2 separate regions of the Hordeum vulgare genome follow, and region 2 is linked to region 1. A link is a contact called in public Hi-C data. All regions are on one chromosome and are shown on one strand. The core of a region is the stretch at or near the end of the contact, and the rest is flanking DNA. Distances in the headings are between cores, read along the strand shown.

Region 1 (6,400 bases), core at 1,925-4,424:
CTCGGGCACGCGCTGGAGCTCAGGCTGGCCCGCGGCTGCTGTTGGCTGGCTGGATCGCGCAGGAGGAAGGAGGAGACGTGTGCTAGTGGCTCGATGGGGAAAACCAGGTGGGTGGCGGCGTTGTCGGGAGGGAATTGGTTAGCTAGGGTTAGGGTAGGATTAGGCTACATTCATATATAAATAGACACTATTTTCTACACGGGGTCTAGCGGCCCTCTGATCTTAATTGAACGGTCGCGGAAAAATAGGCTAGGGGGTCCTATTGAAAATCTGATGACGGTTTGTGGTAAAACGGGGTTGATCCGGATCCAACGGCCACGACTGCCCGGTCTGGACTCCGGGAGGTTTTCGGACAAGGCTGCGCGTAGGGTTGGTGCACTCTGCACACGGGCTAGGCGGAGATGAGAGGGAAAATAGGTCACCCGGCGACAGAGTTTTGAAACCGAAAACGTCCGACGAAATGAACGACTATTGTGCCGCTATGGGTTTAACGGTTGGGGTATCAAACGAACTCGACGAAATTTGGTAGGCGGCCTACCTACATTAAAATAAGACCACACGCCAAGTTTCAACCCAATCCGAGAAAGTTTTATACACACTTTTAAAAACAAGATTAAAAGATGTCGCGGGCGCGTGCGTGTGTGGTTGATCTCAAATGGTCAATGACACGGAGAGAGCCGACAACTAATAATGAATGCAAGTTTGAAAACCTACGGCAACAGAGTACCGATGCAATGCGGATGATGGGAATGATGTGATGATGAGTGCAACCCACAAATAACTCACACGACGGCAACGAATAAAAAGGGGAATCTTTTGGAGCGTCGGTCTCGGGCTGTTACACTTTTTCCATCGGTATGTTACTTTCCAGAGTTTCGATCGTCGGTATCTCTATACCTAGTTCAATCTCGTTACTGGCAAGTCTCTTTACTCGTTCCGTAAATCAAGATCTCGTGGCTAACTCTTTAGTCACATTGTTTGTAAGCTTGTTGTGATGTTGTATTACTAAGTGGGTCGTGAGATACCTCTCCGTCACATGGAGTAACAAATCCCAGTCTTGATCCATGCCAACTCAAAAACGCCCTCGGAGATACCTGTAGAGCACCTTTATAGTCACCCAGTTACGTTGTGACGTTTGATACACACAAGGTATTGCTTCGGTGTCAGTGAGTTGTGTGATCTCATGGTCATAGGAACACATACTTGACATGCAAAAAACAATAGCAATAAAGTGACACGATTACGTTTATTGTTTGGGTCTTGTCCATCACATCGTTCTCCTAATGATGTGACTCCGTTATCAAATGATAACTCATGTCTATGGCTAGGAAACCTTGACCATCTTTGATCAACGAGCTAGTCCTTTTAGAGGCTCACTAGGGACAATGTGTTGTCTATGTATCCACACATGTATTTGAGTTTCCAATCGATACAATTCTAGCATGGATAATAAATGTTTATTATGAACAAGGAAATATAATAATAATAACCACTTTATTATTGCTTTTACGGCATATTTCCAATACACCCTTCATCCACGCTATAAAAGCAGTGCCTCGCCGCCGCTCGCCGTACTCTCGCCATACATCCCCTCCCCATCTCTCTCCCTTCCACCGGCAGAAAATCTCTCTTCCCTGGGGACATGGCGGAGTGATTCCTCGGCGACGGAGCGGCGGCCAACGGCTTCGGCCGCCGCTTTTTTGCACGAGCAGGAGGCGCGACTCCTTCATGAGGCCAACTACCAGAGCTGTTGAACATGTGCGTGCTGGGCGCGTGGCGTCTGGTCGCCGACGGCGTCCCCGTGCCACGACCACACTCCGACGGAGCGACACGTCGAGATCGCGCGGATGAGGGAGTCTCTACCTGCTGACGTCGGCGAGCAGCCCAGGTACGCCGCCAACAACTAGCCCCTGTGGACGACATGCTTCCAATGCCGCCACGAAGAGCAGTTGGGCTCCACCAACGGTGCCCCTACGGTGAGGGGGCGCCACAACTCCGACGGCCGCCGTCAATGGTGGGGCGTCCTAGGATGCGCGCTCCACGCCGTCCTCGCGTACCTCGAGGGCGGCAACAAGCCGCCGTGAGAGTACCTGTCATCGTCTTCCTCGCGCCTAAGTGGGAGCTCGTGACTGCCCAAGCGCATGGCGGCCACATCATCATCGTCCTAAGGCTCCCGCTCCTCCGATGCGGCGAAGCCTCCCGTCGCCATCATACCCGAGCCCTAGGAGACACCACTCTGCCGAGGCAGCCACAGAGGCAACCTCGTCATAAACGAGGGCCACCATCCTTCTCCTCCCCGCGGCCACCTTTGCCTTGTCAAGCCGAAGAAGGAGCCCACAACGACTGTCATCATGAAGAAGGAGCATGAGGCCATGGCCGTCGACCTTGAAGCCGACCTCAAATGGTTGCACGACGACTACGTGTGGAAGGAGATGGAGCGCGAGTGCTGCGCGCCGGAGGAGATCGTCGAGCGGCGCCGTGGCCACGAAGAGGGCATTGTCATTGTCCTCTCCGACAGCGACGATGACGCGATCGAGCCGACCCGCCAGTCCACAACGGCGACCGAGGAACGACGCGAAGCTAGGACGACGACGCGTAGCAAGGACGACGGCGACTACACCGCCTTCTAAAAGCTCCTCGGCACGATCTAGGCTCGAGGCGGCGACGACGACGGCGATGACGTAATATTTTTAGTGATGTTTTTAAATTTGTATAAATATGAATGTAACCGCCTATATTCCGTCCAAATTTGAGTAATTTTCTTTCGAATTTGAGTTTAAAATCGGCGATTGGGGGTCGAACTTGGGGCGGCGGCTGGGAACGAGAGTCCTCTCCCCCGTGGGCGAAAATATCGCTGGTTAACCCCCAAGAGGCGATATTTCAAGCCCTGGTGGTGGTGGTGGGGGGGGGGGGACGGGGACGGATGGAGATGTTCTAAGATGATGGTTTCAAACCACCTGACGTATTACTTTGTAAGTTTTTTTATGAATTATCAATAAAATTATTGCATACATCGCCGAGATGCAGATGCGGGGTAATCCTTCTTTTCTAAAAATCTACAATAAGAATTGCCCGGCTCGAGCGAGGAAGGGTTATAACGGCTGTACGCGCCGTTGCTAGATTGTCTATGAATTTTGATGTAATTTTTATTATTTTTTATGTTTCTTGTATTGTCATGACTAAAAAAAAAATCAGATGTTTTACCGCAAAAGAAAAATCCACCGTGCTCACCACCATGCCAGGACACGTTCCATTTTCAGGCTACGGCCGAAACAACCGGGAAAAAGGCTCAGCAGTTCACAAGATAGAAATGCCTTACTATATGTTTTATTTACCTGTAGCAAGTCGCCGCGATAAAAAGGAAAGAGTATCACTGCCACTGTTCCACATAAACGTCCGTAAGCTAGTAATCTTTCTCTTTAGATGTATAGAACGCAAGAGTTAAAGCTAAGAAGAACAGTGGTTAAGCAACTGAGCCCTTGCTTAAGGCATGGTGGGTCCTACGTGTCAGCGCGTACTTTATTACACCGCACGGTGTGCCGCATTATTTGTCACGCTAAAGCATCGCACCATCCACCATGGATGCCTGGGAGAACATGACGGATAAACAATCCCGCTGGACAATGACACGCGGGCCCAGCGCTATAGTATTTTCCAATTAATTCGGCCCACTTTCCGGAGGAGACCCCCTCGAAACCTCAGAATTGCCCGATCGGGCTTGGTACGCGGTGCTTCCATTTCCGAAGATTTTAAAAAGCGAACCAGATAAAGAAAGTGGGCAGAAAAATGGGGAAGAAAAAGACGAAAAGATGGGGGCCGAACCAGAACCAAAACCTAGACGAACCACACAGAGATAGATAGGCAGAGAGGGGAAGGGAATAGGCGGGCGGGACGAGGCCAAAACAGACCAACCAAACCCTAGCGCACCTCACCGTCCATGGAGGCGGCGCTATGAGCCCTCGCCGTGGTCACCGCGTCGACGTGGCAGCGATTGGGCGGAGGGGAGGCGGATGGCGGCCAGATCGGACGATCCCGATGTCTCGCCGGAGTCGTCGTCGCCGGCGGCGGCGGCCGGCGGCGAGATCTGGGGGACGCTCGAGGAGCTGCTGCTGGCGTGCGCCGTGAGCCGCCACGGCACCGCGAGCTGGGAGTCGGTGGCGTCGGAGGTGCAGTCGCGCAGCCCGTCCGCCGCCGCGCGCCTCACGCCCACCAGCTGCCGCCTCCACTTCCGTCTCCTTCACCGTCGGTTCGCCGCCGGCGCCGGCGAGGACGGAGGCGGGGAACCCGACCCTTCCGCCGCCGTCTACGACGCGTGGGTGGATGAGCTCAGGAAGTTGCGGGTCGCCGAACTCCGCCGCGAGGTCGAGCGATACGATCTCTCGATCGGGTAAAAAATAACAGCCCGAAAATAAAAAAGAAACGTCAAACGCCTTTAGCTTCATCCTGTTCGTCCAGTGCGGCTTCTCGTGGGCCGTCCGATGCTGATCTGTCGGTAGCTGTTTATTTTTCTTTGAAAAAAATTGCTTATTATTTATTTTCGTTGGCACGGCCAGGTCGTTGCAATCAAAGGTGAAACGGCTAAAGGAGGAGCGGGAGAGGAGCCTCTCCGGCGAGACCACGCCGGCGTTCAAGGATGAACGGGAGACAGGGAACGAGTCGCCGGAGGAGGCCGGCGGTGAGAACGGCCTCTCCGGCGAGGTGTCTGCCCGGTCATGCAAGGAGTCAAACTCGTCAGATCTGAAGGCACCACCGGGGCACGACTCCGGCGGTGCCGCCGCCGACGGCGACGCGGAGGTAAAGGATGAGCCGGCCGAGGGCGAGGTGGCCGCGAAGGACGAGGCCTCCGGCGAGTCGGCGGCCGGGTCTAAAGAAGCCGACGCGGGGAAGGAGAGCAGCGACGTGCAGAGCTCGGCCAGCCCTTCCCGGAAACGGCGTCGCCGGCTACGGAAGGTAGGAGGCGGCGACGTGGCATCCACGTCGGCGCCCGTGCCCCTCCCCGCTGCGGAGGCCGAGCCGCTCCTCGCACTCCTCGAGTCGGTCCGGACCAGCAAGTCCGGCGCCGTGTTCGAGCGGCGGCTCGAGAGCCAGGTAATTTTTTTTTTCTCGTTTTCTTTTCTTTTCCCGGAAGAAATATCTTATTTTCCATTTTCCCACACCCTATCACCTTCCTTACCCTCGGTAAAAAAAAGGAACAAATGCTCAGTTCCCCATCTTGTTCAGCGAAATAATTATCCCGGTTAATTAAGTAAATTAACAATTAATACTTCAATCTTGTGCCAGCGTTGGCCGGCAGTACGTAATCGCGACACGATTATTTTGCTGAATAGGCAACAAAATACAACAGCGACCGTACACGGTTTGCTTTGCTTCCAAACTGGAACAATCCCGCCTCTACGCATCGTGGAATCTGGCTGTTCGCACGGTCTCGTCTCGTTCGTTATGTACTGGCACGAACGCGATCGATCTGGACCGTCTAACACGCGGTGAGCTGGAGATATGCCGGGCAGGTTGTGCGCGTGGCCTGGTGGTGGGGCCCTCGTCCCGAATATCGATGTCTTCGTTGGCGATGCTCGAGGGCCCTCCGTGTCGGCCACTTGGTACTAGTTGCCGTCTGCCCCCGCCAGACAACACAATCCAATCTAACCTTCTCCTCCAAATTGGCTGCTATTTTCTCCACTAGGAAAATGAGGAACAAATCGCGTTGTATCACATGCGCGCTTTGTTGGGTTTCCTATTTGAAACTGATTTTCTTACTAACTTCTATTTTCGTATGTATTATAGTCGATTTTTTTAGAACAACATAATAATCGTTGGTGCCTCTCTCTTTCCCTACTTACCGACCCACCGATACTATGTGCAGGAGAGCGGCAAGTACAAGGGCACCATCAGGCGCCACGTGGATCTGGAGATGATCAGATCCAGGCTGGAATCCGGTGGGGCCGCTTGTGGGCCTGACAGCGCGTGCTACGCGTCGGCCTCCGAGTTCTACCGCGACCTGCTGCTGCTATGCGCCAACGCGCTTGTCTTCTTCCCGCGCGGCTCGCCGGAGCACGCTGCCGCGACCAGGACCCGCGCGCTCGTCTCCAAGCGCATGTCCGCGACTCTTCACAGAGACGGCCTCGGGACGGCGGGGAAAGCTACTGCCCTGGTCGGCGGCGCCTCCTCGGCTGACGGCGCCAAGAAGGCCAAGGCAGATGCTGAGGTCGCCGGTTCGCTCCTTGAGAAGGCTGCGCCGATCATTGTTTGCCGGAAGCGGAGCTCCATCGCGAAGGCTGCTGCTGCTAACAAGGAGAAAGTGGAGAAGGAGGACACGGATGAGGATGAGGAGTTTGACGACGGAAAGAAGAAGGGAAGCGCCAAGGACAAAACCAGGGGTATGAGGACCAACAAGGGTCGGGCT
Region 2 (6,707 bases), core at 830-3,329, 410 kb before region 1:
GAGGGCGACGGAAGAAGGACCCCTTGACCGCCAGGGGGCAGGGGGAGAGGGGAAGGGCGAGGGGAGCGCCGCTGCACGCTGGACGGGGATGGCCGGTGAGGCGCTCGCATTCGTGGTTCGAGGTTGAGGACGAAGACGAAATCTGACGGTTCAAGGCCCCCGATTCAACGGCTGCTGTGTGACCGGCGCGAGCACTCGCGCCGGCGCCAAGCACTTTCCAAATTATAAGCCGTAGTATGCTTTCCGCCTGAGATAGATACGGCATGAGGTCTTTATCGCTTACGGAGCTATATACGGACAATTCAAACAGGGCCTCAATCTCAAAGTACTAATTCTTCTCCGAGCGGTCTTTTCCCATCTTCACTATCGACGGCATCCCCTCATCGGATACTCGCATGTGTCACCAGTTCTTGTGGGCAGTTGGGACCACAGTTGATCTCCTCCTAGACCGTGGTACAGAACCATGGTAGGTGGGACGGAGTGAGCACCAATTCACCAAGGAACGATGGTAAAAGAATTTTTGTCCAAATAGACCACTAGCTGAATATTATTGTCAAAAAAGACCACATGCGGTATGAAATGCGAGAAAAGACCCCCATTTTTCGTGGCGGTGGGCGCGCTAGGTGACGCGTGGCACCTGCCGCCATGGGCCGAGCCGGCTGTGCCCCGCCGCCACCCGGCGAGGCGGCCGGCCGGGCAGGTGGCACCTGCCGCCACCACTCCAGGCGGCAGGCTGCCCATGCTCGCACATGCATGCCTCAAAAGCTGGCTCGCCATGCCACGGCCATGCACGACCATGCATGCTGCCATGCACAGCATCCCGCCGGCCGCCTGGGGTGCTGGCGGCAGGTGCCACGTGCCCGGCCGGCCGCCTCGCCGGGTGGCGGCGGGGCCCAGCCGCCTCGGCCCATGGCGGCAGGTGCCACGCGTCACCTGGCGCGCGTGCTGCCACGAAAAATGGGGGTCTTTTCTCGCATTTCATACCGCATGTGGTCTTTTTTGACAATAACATTCGGCTAGTGGTCCTTTTGGACAAAAATTCGGTAAAAAGATGCAAGCTCAGTTATGACAGTACTACCCATGGCCGCATGAGAGCATCCAAATGAGCTCGTCCTAGTCAGCGAGGCATCCGCAACGCATGCAGCTCGCGTCCTCTCCCGGATGCTCTGCCTACAAGCTCCACGGCGCGTCGCGGCTCTCCCTAGCGCCGCCGAACTAGAGATGCTCCACCCAGCGTAGGCGACTGCTACGGATCAACGACTGATTTTTTAAATTAATCGGATCTCCAGCCATTAGATGTGTTTTACAAAGACGTTGGATCTGGTCAACGCGAGCAACAATCATTTGTCGTAATGAAGCTTCATTGCAGCGCGAGTGGAGCTTCGTTGCAGTGCGGACGCTGCATCGCAGATCTTGACGTTGCTGGTGAATCTCTATTGCATCCGCCGGTGAAGCTTCATTGCAGCTTTGGGCGCTGCATCGCAGCTCTCGTCGCCGTCGGTGAAGCTCCGTTGTAGCTCGGGGCGCAGCGTCACAGCTCTTGGCGTCGCCGGTGAAGCTCCATTGCAGCCGCCGGTAAAGTTTCATTGCAGTGCCCACTGGCGCGGGGTGATCCAACGCAGCACCGGGGACCGATTGCAGCTTCGGCAATGCTTCATTGGAGCGCGGCATCAGCACCGCGGGCTCCATCTCAACATTTCGCCGACGCCGTCGGCGAAGCTTCACTATAACGCTACCTCCGTGCATTGGTGCTGCTCCATCCCAACACCGGTTGTCCCTCGTCGTGCTCCATCCCAGCATCATTGCTATGGAAGGAAAAAAGAGGAAGAAGATGAGGAGGAGAATGAGTAGAGGAGAGAGCACTGGAAGGGATAAGGCGGAAAGAAAAGATGTGGCTGAGGGGAACACGTGAGGAGCCAGCGACCCGCCTGATTTTTGAGTAAATGCAGTCGGTTGATCCAAAGTATTTTTCAAGCTGGATTGTGGAAGAAAGAGGTCTTTGAGATTGGTGAGAAAACACGTGGCATCTTCCGCGGAGGGCCTCATGGGATGGGGAATGAGACCCGGTCTCCTAGAATTATTTTCCCCCTCGGCTCTTCACCCACACACTTCCTATCCATCCGCTCACAGCTCGCCCCCTCCACACTATCTCGCCGGCGCGCAGGCGGCGCCGTCCCATCATGGGATGACGTCCGCCGCAAAATAAGCCCCCCCACGACCAACCAAAGCCCCGATTAGCCACCAACATCGATCCCCATGAAGGCGTCTATCAAGTTCCGCGACGACGACCGGCCGCTGATGCGGGCCAAGGTGCCGATCGGCGTGCTCGGGCTGCCGTTCCAGTCCGGTCTCTCCGCTGGCGGCGATCCCCGGGAGCTCCGCTTCGATCTCTCCACCGCTTTCGCCTCCGGGCCAGCTCTCCGCTTATCGTATCGCCCCAACGACCCCGGTCTCCCCTTCGCCATCTCCATCCGCGCCGGTGTCGGAGCCCTCGGCTCCCCTGTCTGCGCCCCCTTCTCTCTCGCTGCCGAGTTCAACCTCCTGCCCGCCAACTCCGGATCTCCTGCCTTCTTCCTCCTCCTCAAGCCCCGCCTCGGCGATTTCTCACTCTCCCACACCCTCCGGTCGTCCGCGTCTCCTCCGCCCCGTACGGTCGGGGAGGTCTCTGCCGGCGAAGGGCGGGACCACGAGGACGAGCTGAGCTACAAGGCCTTCTCGTTGAGCGGGAGTGGGTTCGCGGCGGACGTTGCCACGGCGGGGAGGAGCGGTGGCGTCGGCACGCTGCTGTCCGGGATGAGGCTGACCACGAGGAGCGTGCTCCCGCTCTGGGGCAGGGCGAGCATGCGGTTCAACTGGGGGATCCGCGCGCCACCGGTACTGCAGGCGGCGTTCGCCGACGACCGCAAGGACGCGCGTGTGCCCATCTGTAAGATGCCGCTGCTGGTCATCAACAAGATCTCCATCGAGCAGTCACCACGCGCCGACAATAAGAAAGGCAGGAAAGCAGATGTCTCGCTGCCTGCCATCGCAACCACTGACGCGTCGGATGGCGCGGGCCACGATTCCACTAGCGAGGATTACTCGCTGATGAGGCGACAGCTGGAGGCGATGAATGCGGAGAGCGGGATGCTCCGCCGCGCCGTGGAGGACCTACGCACCGAGATCGGGCGTGGCAGGGCCGCGTCCGTGGCAGCAGTAGGGAGGTCGCCACCGCAGCCGCATCACGGGTTCTCGGTGAAGCCTGATCGTCGGGGCGGTGGGAAGGAGCCAGCGGCGGAGAACGCAGCGATGCCAGCGCCAGCGCCAGACGAGGTGGGCGAGGAGTTGAAGAGGGCGCTGGAGGCGCGCCGGAGATGAAAGCTGCCAAAGCTAAACAGCGTGATCTGTACTCTTGGTTGCTGCAGTACTAATTTTTCGATTTTGAGTTGAATAATAACAGAGCAATTCAGTAGTAGCATTGGTGAGCTAAAGATCTGGAGCTATATACAGCAGTAGTCTGCCTTACGTACAGCGCCGAAATGCCCTTTTTTGCATGTAACATATCTTCGGACGCGTCCGACATATCTCGTACTTCCTCCGTTCCTAAAAAGTAAGTCTTTTTAGAGGTCCATTAAAAGATGGAGCTCACTACCTAGCGGTGCCGCACGGCTCAATGATAAGCTTATCATTTTGGCAGCGCATGCATGCAAAACATTTTTCAGTTCTAGTCAACATTTTATGCATATTTATTGTCAATTTTTAAAATATTTTATCTCACAAATTAATAATTTGAATGGAGATTCATCTTCATCATTAGGTTCGTCTCGACAAAACCTTCAAAATAAGATCCCATGTTGACATGTTTTGTTGATTCTTTTTCGTCATTCCTAGTTGCTACATTTATGTCATCATAGTTGTCATCTTACGGATGTACAGTTGTCATAAAAAATATACATAGTTACCGTGATAATAATTTTATACTTTTTAAGTATTGCAGTATTATGTGAAGCTAAAAAATGATTATTAAAACACTAATAATAGGCAAGCAAATGCTTGAACCAGCACAAGTATAATGAATCAAGTTTTTACTCATTCATGAACGTGATAACCAAGTTGATTTAATGTGAGAACTATATAACAAATAATATGACAAGTAAGTCATAATAATCTGGCAAGTATCGACGAAAACAGAAGTTATTGAAACATGTTAACATGAGATCTAGTTTTGAAGATCTCGTCGCGATAAAGTCAGTGGTGAAAGCGGATCATTAATTGAGATAATGGTTTGGAAGATAAATCTTTTTTAAAATGCAAATATCTAGTATAACTCAGCAGCGTGTGAGTGCAAAAAGTAGATTCCCTCTTATACTCCTATTAAACTAACCAGTACTACGTTATGCTAATTAGTAAATCGTCTCCGTACTTTTGAGATCTGACACATGCGCGCGGCCGCTGCACAGGAGAACATGTGTGCGTAGGAAGCCCATTAGATTTTCCCTTAAAAGATTACATATAGATGTATATAGACATATTTTAAAATATAGAATTATTCATTTTACTCTGTATGTAATCCATAGTAAAATATCTAAAAAGACTTATATTTAGGAATGAAGTGAGTACAAGCGAAGAAGGAGGCGAGGAAGACGACGGTTGGCGGGTGTCTGCGTGCAGGATTTATAGAATGCGCCGAAAATGCTCATCAAACGCCCACGCGTGCCTAAAAGATGCGTTTTTTTCCTCGGGCGCCATATTTCACACGTCTGTTGGAGTTGCTCTAAGAGCATCTCCAACCCATGCACTAAAACAGTTGTATGCTAAAAAAAATCCATGCGCTAAAACAGTTGTACGCTAAAAAAATCCATGCGCTAAAATAGTTGTACGCTAAAAAAGGTAATATAGCGCGCTGATGGATGTAGCGGTTCAGCAGCTGTGCTACAATCCGCGCACGATAAACACGTGTCGTGTGTGTTTGAAAAAACTGCATCACACACGGTTTATTTGGTGCACCTATTCCAGTGTATGGGACAAGCGAACTTTTGCGCGCGAGCGACCAACCTGGATCAGAAACTTTCCGGCGCTGGTGCCTTAGCCCGTAAGTGTCGACGACGCTTACCCGGCCCTCCCCAGTGCGTCGCCGCTCCCCTTGCTTCTTTTGGTGGCCGTCACTGCTTCCTCTACCTTCTCTCTTCGTCGCCACCCCTCGAGCACATTGTTCCTTCGACGAACAGCGTCCGGTGGCCTTTTGCAGCTTGGCGCCCGCAAGGTGTTTGACAAAAAAACTTGCAAGGTATTTATTGCCTTAAACTTTATATGTGTAGATGAATTTGATGCATATTGTTTGTAGTTTTAAGTTAGTTTAAATTCAATTTTATATATGAGTTCATCCTACGATTCTTCCAATGAAGAATTTGATCTTCAAGAGGAGGAGAAAGTCGTAATGATCCTAGCTATCCACGTCAATAAAAAGTCTAAGCACGGTGGTTCGGTTTTGTGTCTCACAAATTGTGGAGGGAAAGGATCTATGCCCACAACAGATTGGCGAGGAACTATTTTTTGGAGAATCCCACATACCCCGCATCCTACTTTCGGCGCCGTTTTAGGATGAGCATAAAGTTGTTCAAACACATCGTCGAGAAACTCACCGATGCATGATCGGTTTTTTTAGCAAAGGATGAATGCCACCGGAGAACTCGGACATAACACCTTTCAAAAGGTGACCGCCATTTTGCGTATGTTGGCATATGGTATTCCGGCGGATCTAGTTGATGACCACTTGGCCATGGATGAGAGTCAAGTCATCATGTGTGTCAAACGCTTCGCGGTTGGAATTGTGCAAGCGTTTGGTCCAGAATATTTGAGACCTCCCAATGCTAAAGATACCTCAAGGCTTGTGGAGTTCAACAAAGCTTGCAGGTTACCAGGTATGCTTGGCCCAATAGATTGCAAGCATTGGAGTCGGAAGAACTGTCCTGCGGCATGGCATGGACAATCCACGACCAGAAAAAGGGTTGCACTATAATCCTTGAAGCGGTGACCGATCGTGAGACTTGGATTTGGCATGCTTTTTTCGGAACACCCGGATCTTGCAATGACATCAATGTTATGCAACGGTCACCACTCATGAATAGGATTGCAAATGGTGAAACTCCACCAGTGAAGTTTGCAGCAAATGGCCATACAAACAACTATGGCTACTATCTTGCGAATGACATCTATTCAAGGTGGAAAACATTTGTGAAGTTGTTGAAGGCATCACAAGGTAAAAAAATCTTGATTTCCACAATGCTCAAGCGGTGGCTTGGAAAGATATGGATAGAGGTTCTGAGGTTTTGCAAGCCCAATTTGCTATTGTGAGAAGACCTACTAGATTTTGGGATCAAAAGAAGCTTTTAATACATCATGAACACTTGTGTGATCATGGATAACATGATCATCGAGAATGAGCGTGGGCAAGATTTAGACTATTCCGAGTATGAGTTGATGAGACAACCCATGCGAGTGCGAAGGAGTGTTGCGAGGGTGACCCTCTTTGTTGCCTCCTATCATGTCAAACGACGTGGCAAGGGGGGAGGTGAATAGACTACTTGCACAAATTAAAATCCTAGCCTTTTCCCAAATTTGATGGTTGACAGATTTTAGTAATTCTAACAAGTCTAGTAAACCCTACACATGCTTGTCAACAAATATGGCAGCGAAAAGTACATACATTGCACATGTAGTAAGTAGTA

What was found. Hi-C and Micro-C count contacts between places; a contact is called where the count stands out from the background.
Region 2: a Hi-C map of leaf shows a contact between it and region 1, with 4 times the contacts expected there. The contact joins the promoter of LOC123408821 here to the promoter of LOC123408579 in region 1. A contact is called at or near these places in 3 of 6 Hi-C or Micro-C datasets (leaf and seedling) and 1 of 1 datasets of contacts at active chromatin or transcription factors (embryo).

What each region holds. Positions count from the first base shown.
Region 1 is chr7H:177,648,078-177,654,477 of MorexV3_pseudomolecules_assembly, reverse strand. LOC123408579 reads left to right here and starts at 3,174. Exons shown (of 3, transcript XM_045101654.1): 1 at 3,174-4,387; 2 at 4,554-5,088; 3 at 5,861-6,400. The coding sequence starts at 4,011.
Region 2 is chr7H:178,061,261-178,067,967 of MorexV3_pseudomolecules_assembly, reverse strand. It overlaps LOC123408821, which reads left to right and starts at 2,079. Exons shown (of 1, transcript XM_045101862.1): 1 at 2,079-3,454. The coding sequence starts at 2,257. The coding sequence ends at 3,357.